Linked DNA regions of Macaca mulatta: region 2 is linked to region 1. Evidence: chromatin contacts called from public Hi-C data. All regions are on one chromosome and are shown on one strand. Each heading gives the region's core, a stretch centred on a gene start, on an enhancer-like site or on the middle of the called end of the contact. The rest is flanking DNA. Distances are from core to core; before and after follow the strand shown. Region 1 holds the start of TTC33 (tetratricopeptide repeat domain 33). Region 2 holds the start of RPL37 (ribosomal protein L37).

Evidence for each region. Hi-C and Micro-C count contacts between places; a contact is called where the count stands out from the background.
Region 2: a contact with region 1 is called in a Hi-C map of fetal cortex germinal zone, with 2.6 times the contacts expected there. The contact joins the promoter of RPL37 here to the promoter of TTC33 in region 1. A contact is called at or near these places in 3 of 14 Hi-C or Micro-C datasets (fetal cortex germinal zone, fetal cortical plate and liver).

The regions. Positions count from the first base shown.
Region 1 is chr6:41,829,365-41,832,307 of T2T-MMU8v2.0, reverse strand. It overlaps TTC33 (tetratricopeptide repeat domain 33), which reads left to right and starts at 1,553. Exons shown (of 5, transcript NM_001261196.1): 1 at 1,553-1,664. LOC114678771 (a long non-coding RNA gene) reads right to left here and starts at 1,470. Exons shown (of 2, transcript XR_003730295.2): 1 at 1,318-1,470.
Region 2 is chr6:41,909,753-41,912,695 of T2T-MMU8v2.0, reverse strand. RPL37 (ribosomal protein L37) reads left to right here and starts at 1,459. Exons shown (of 4, transcript XM_001086649.5): 1 at 1,459-1,488; 2 at 2,057-2,192; 3 at 2,397-2,481. The coding sequence starts at 1,486.

The DNA.
Region 1 (2,943 bases), core at 304-2,803:
CGGATTCCCTTCGTTCATTTTTCAAGAAAGGTTTGTCAAATACCCAAGTACTCATCTTAGTAAAATTTGTGTTCCAGGACAAAAAGTAGTTAATGCCATCTCACAATAGCTCTTCTTTGATACATCATACTTCAATAGGCAGCAGAAGTACTTTATGAGGACTTCCAAGTTTTTACAAAGAATATTAAGTGTCAGGGTGGTTATAATAAAGTTAACTTATTATAAAGTAATAAAGTAACTATTATGCTGGAGACAGCATTTTTTTTTTTTTTTTTTTTTTGAGACCGGGCCTCGCTCTGTCGTCCAGGCGGGAGTGCAGTGGCGTGACCTCGGCTCACTGCAGCCTCGACCTCCAAGGCTCAAGGGATCCTCCCAAGCCAGCCTCTGAGTAGTTGGGATTCCGGTGCGCGCCGCCAGGCCTGGCTAATTTTTGTATTTTTGGTAGAGACGGGGTTTCGCCATGTTGGCCAGGCTAGTCTCGAACTCCTGACCTCCCAAAGTGCTAAGATTACAGGCGTGAACCACCGCGCCCGGCCCATTTTTCCTACTGTGAGCGTGTGGTGGTGAAGAAGAGCTCCCGGTACGGTATGGTGTCATTACTGTAATTCCTGCGGAGGCGCCAGCACCTTGACCTGCCGTTGCTTTTCCACCATCAGTGCAAACGTCAGCATTGTGCAAAGGGCAAATCACGTCTTCATATTAGTATGAAAATAATTTTGGCTTTGAAAGAGTGTCGGTGACCCTCAGGACAATGTTGGTCGACATCAATGGTTCTCAATGGGGCAGGGTGGGAGGGGTGGTTTTTCTTCCAGGGGAAATTTCACTGTCTGGGGAAACCATTGGCTGTCACAACTGACCAGTGGTGGCATCCCGTGGAGAGAACAGAGATGCTGCTAAGTACCCTACAATGCACAGGACACCCCGTCCCCCAACAAAGCATTATCCAGTTTGAAATGTTAATGGCGCTGAGGCTGAGAAAGCATGACTTCCAAAAACGAGTGTATTGGGCAGGAGAGTTGGATAAATTAACAATCTTGATTACCTTTGTTACATGTGCTCGTTTATTTTCAAGACATGACGCACAGCTACGTTCAGGCCGTAATACTGCCTTCCGAGTCCAACTCATTGTAACTTTCACGTGAAGGCTGCAGTTCAGCCTGGAGCCTCCCTGACCAGCTTCCCCGCCCCGCCGCCTCGAGCCCTTTATAACCGAGTTTTGCCTCGCTGTTCTCTGCGTCTGGCCGACCTCATCAGCTAGGCTATTAGGCAGGAGCATATCCTAATCCTTTGAATCCCGTAAAATCGTTTTCCCCTCACCTTATTCCCCACTGACTGGACGCGACGCTGCGCGGTACCGCTGGGGCGGCTCCTCCTGGTGCGCTCCTCACCCCGCGCAGCCTCATTTTCCCGCGCTCCTGCGCTGCGGTCATTCGGTGCTGCTGTTAGAGGGCGCGCCCAGCCGCGTGGCCCTGATTACTACAAATCCCAGAAGGTCATGCGGTGGGGGCGGCCGCGGTGACTTCTGGGATTTGTGGTCTCGGAGAAGGGATTGGCGGAGGAGAAAGACAGAGTCGTCTTTCCTTTGCCTGCTTCTGTGGACTGTTCGAACGCCCCGGGGTGGGCCAAACCCGTTTCTTAGGAAACCAGGGATCCAGGGCAGGCAGGTAGGAATTTGGGCGTGATAATTTCTGCTTCCAGTGGGCCAGAATGTAAACACGGGGCCTTGGGAGGTGTTATCAGGTAACTGGGGTTGCCCGGTCGGCGGTGGAAGCTGAAGAAGAGGAGGAAAACGAGGCGAGTGGGTGCTGTGATTGGGGCAGAAAGGACCTTCGGAGTAGGAGTAGAAACCCGACGGAATCCGGTAGAGCCTGTTCGCTTGGGTTGGTCTCCAGGGACAAGCGAGTCTAGGGGTCGGGCCCGCAGTGGCACCTTCGCCAGGCTGCGCGGCCGCAACGTTCGCTGCGCGGTGGGAGGGGCGGGTCGAGCCGGCCGCTCCCCGCTGGAGAGGTGTCTGCGGCCCGGGGCGGTCCGTGCACGCGCAGGTGACGTCCGGGGCAGCCTTTCTGAGCATTTTTATTATTGTTGACCAATGAAGGGAAAGTCGCTAATACTGGTTTTTCTCTTGCGGTGGCGTTTTTTGGTAAATCGTTTCTTGGATTCCTCACCTCTGAATACCTCCTTCTACCCAGAAGGATGCTGTTGTGTTTTCCTGATCTTGTTCATGTGGTGGTTTTTCCCTTTGGGTGCTGCATCCTCAGACAGTCAAGACAAGCCCTCTCTGGCAGCTGGGTAAATGTCAAGCCGTCAACAGTTATTGAGCGCCTACTATAGGGATCATTGTAACAGTACAGGAATTTAGAATACAGCGTCGTTGTTTAGAGTTGTTATGCCATTCCTGAAATATAATGCTGTATAAAAGGTTGAATTTGTCTGGTTTCATGAGTTTAACATGAACATGAAACCGGTGTGATTGTGGTTTACCCACATGGTTTCTTATTCTGGTAAAAAAATGTTAAGTCTAGGATGTTGGCACCTTGGGCTTCTAACTAGACTTAGGAAACCCTCCTTCATAAGAAGTTTTCATTTCGTGTTCAGATAGTCACAGAGGAACAATAAACTCGTACGGCTTAAGATATCTGAAACAACTGGGAGTGTTAAATTTTCCAATGCAGAAAGTGCTTTGCATGTTCTAGGATTCACACACCTTTTTAAGCCTGGCTAAGTTTACTTCAAAGCTTAAGTCCTCCAGAAAGCCTCAAGTGTCCCTTCTCTGATGTCATGGCATCCTTTGTTTACTCTCTTGTAGCGCTTACCGTGTATTGAAATTGACTGTACTCTGTGGTTTCCAGACACTTTTGAAGAAAATATAAAACTTCGCGAATGGCCTTGATAACAGATTCATGCTTTTACACCGTAGTGGGCCCTTGATACTACTGTTTGGTA
Region 2 (2,943 bases), core at 210-2,709, 80 kb before region 1:
TGTGAGAAAGCCTACAGTAGTCTCCACTTATCCAAGGTTTCCCTTTGCAGGATTTCAGGGTTTGTTACCCCATGGTCAACCATGGTTTAAAAACAGGTGAGTACAGGACAATAAGGTATTTCCAGAAAAAGAGACCGACCACACTCACATAACTTTTATTACAGTATACTGTTATGATTGCTCTATTAGTTGTTAATCTTTTATGGTGCCTAATTCATAAATCTAACTTCATCACAGGTACACATGTACTGAAAAAACAGTATATATAGGGTTTGGTATTGTGGTTTCAGGCATCCACTGAGGGTGGTGGAACTTAAACCCTACAGAAACAGGAGGGAAACTACAGTATCACAGGTTTTGAAGATGCAAGGGAGCAATAAACCAGAGTTTGGGCAGTCTCTAGAAGCTGAGAAAGGAAACAGATTCTCCCTCCTAGAACCTCCAAGAAAGAAAAGCAGCTCCGGCAACATTTTATTTTTAGTTTTCTTTTCTTTTCTTTTTTTTTTTTTTTTTTTGAGACAGTCTCACTCAGTCACCTAAGCTGGAGTGCAATGGCGTCATCTCAGCTCACTGCGACCTCCACCTCCACCCTCTGAGTAGCTGGGATGGCAGGCGCGCGCCACCACGCCTGGCTAATTTTTTGTAGAGACAGGGTCTCCCTATGTGCCCAGGCTGGTCTCCAACGCCTGGGCTGAAGAGATCCGCCCGCCTCAGCCTCCCAAAGTGCTGGGATTACAGGCGTTAAGCCACGGGGCCAGGCCCCTGGAAACCATTGAACAAGTTCCATGTGTGATTCCTCGGCACAATGAAATATGGGATCAGATAACTTGCCTCTGATTTACTACAGTAACGACAACAATAACAAAAATCACTATTTGCCTTTCCCTTTACATCCTAAGCTCCAGCTCCAGGCCTCCGTACTCCTCGCGACCTCTCACAGGGAGAGTCAGCGTCGGCCAAGAGCTTCCGGGATCGGAATGAGGAGGCGGCTGGAGAAGTTGCTTTCTCCTGAATAGGGCTGATCCCAGACGCACACGGTCATTACACGCCGGGGACGCTCAGTCGGTGCGTGTACCCCCAAGCAGGGCCAGCCACGCATTCCAGGTTCTCCATGTGCCCAGACGACAGTAATCCACGGTACGGCAACAGATCTGCCTGCTAACGCGCGAAACCGATCAGCAGTAACAGTAGCACCAGGAACGGCGGCACGAAAAGCCGCTCACGGTCCAAGCGGGGCAGGCGAACACTCGGCCAACCGGTCGCCAGCCAACTGGGAGTCCCACCCACCTTTCCGGCACTGAAGACGCGATTGGCCGCGCCTGGTACCGCATCCTCCTCTTGACCCCACCGACACTACGGCGACGGACGCTTGGGAACGTTGCACAGCCCTCCGCAGGAAGTACTTCCCTGGGCGGAAGCTTCTGAGCGTGATATAGCGGAAGTGCCTTCTCTTCCGGTCTCTCTGGTCTCGGCTGCAGAAGCGAGATGGTGAGTTGTGACGAGGGTCTGTGTGAATCGCGTTCCATCCTCGTTCTTTGTGCCTCCCTGTCTGCTGTCCTTGGGGGTCTGGCAAGATTCCGGATAAGGGGAACTGGTGGGCAGAAAAGAGGCATGCAGTGGCCCTCAAGAGCCAGAAGAATGGCTGCTAATTGGTGCTTGGGGGACCGATCCCGCCGTAATTGTGGAGCTAGAGCCGCATTGTGTCCCTTGCTTCGGTACAACCTTTGGAGACCTTTCATAGCTCTAGCCTTGTTTGGGAGCTGAAGGAAGGAGTTTGGGAATGTTTGGCTGTGTGTAACAAATAATTCATTGGTGATGCTGTCTGGCCGGAGTCTATAAAGATAAGGTATATTTCAGAACGTTGCAACTCTTGTGGAGGGCTTTAGGTAACGTGAAATGCTGGTAGTGGTCTCTGACTTGGAATTCGTGGAGTCTTCTCCCACAGTTCCGACCTTTATGATTGCCTTTAGGTTTTATCAGTGCTTGGTTTCCCGGAGAACTCGAGTAAATCTAGAAATTGCCGCGTTTCATAATTATCTATTCCTTTAATGTCCAGACGAAGGGAACGTCATCGTTTGGAAAGCGTCGCAATAAGACGCACACATTGTGCCGCCGCTGTGGCTCTAAGGCCTACCACCTTCAGAAGTCGACCTGTGGCAAATGTGGCTACCCTGCCAAGCGCAAGAGAAAGTGTAAGTAACATTTTTCAGACCAACTGTGTTAGCTTTTGTTTGTATTGCACTTAAGTGGGGGCATAGGTTTGAACTTTATTTGGTGCCTATCTTAAAACTTGTACATCTGTATGCCGATGAGGTGGCATAAAACTCGTGTGTTAACAATACCTACAAGGTGTGTGGGGGAAAACCGTTTGAAATCTTTTCTGAACTTTGTTTTAGATAACTGGAGTGCCAAGGCTAAAAGACGAAATACCACCGGAACTGGTCGAATGAGGCACCTAAAAATTGTATACCGCAGATTCAGGTACAGTTTGTATGTTCGATCATAATTGGTCCTATGGGCTTGAATGAAACCCTCGTGTTTACTTGTAAAAATAACACTACCCTGATGGTTACTGGGGATGAGTTGTTGGAAGCATTTTTATTTTTGGTGGTTGTTGAGACAGGGCTTCACTATGTTGCCCAAGCTTGAGTGCAGTGGCACGATCACGGCTCACTGCAGCCTCAGTCTCCCCAGCCTCAGGTGATCTCACCTCAGCCGCCCGAGTACCCGGGACTACAGGTGTGAGCTGCCACATGCCCAGCTAATTTTTAATTAGTATTTATTGTAGAGAATGGGATTTTGCCATGACCTAGGCTGATCTCAGAACTCCTGGGCTGAAGCCATGGGCCTACCCAAAGTGCTGGGATTACAGGCGGGAGCTACCGCCGCAGGCCAGATGTTGAAAACTTTTATCTTCTGCCACTGTAACCTTGAGATCAGTTA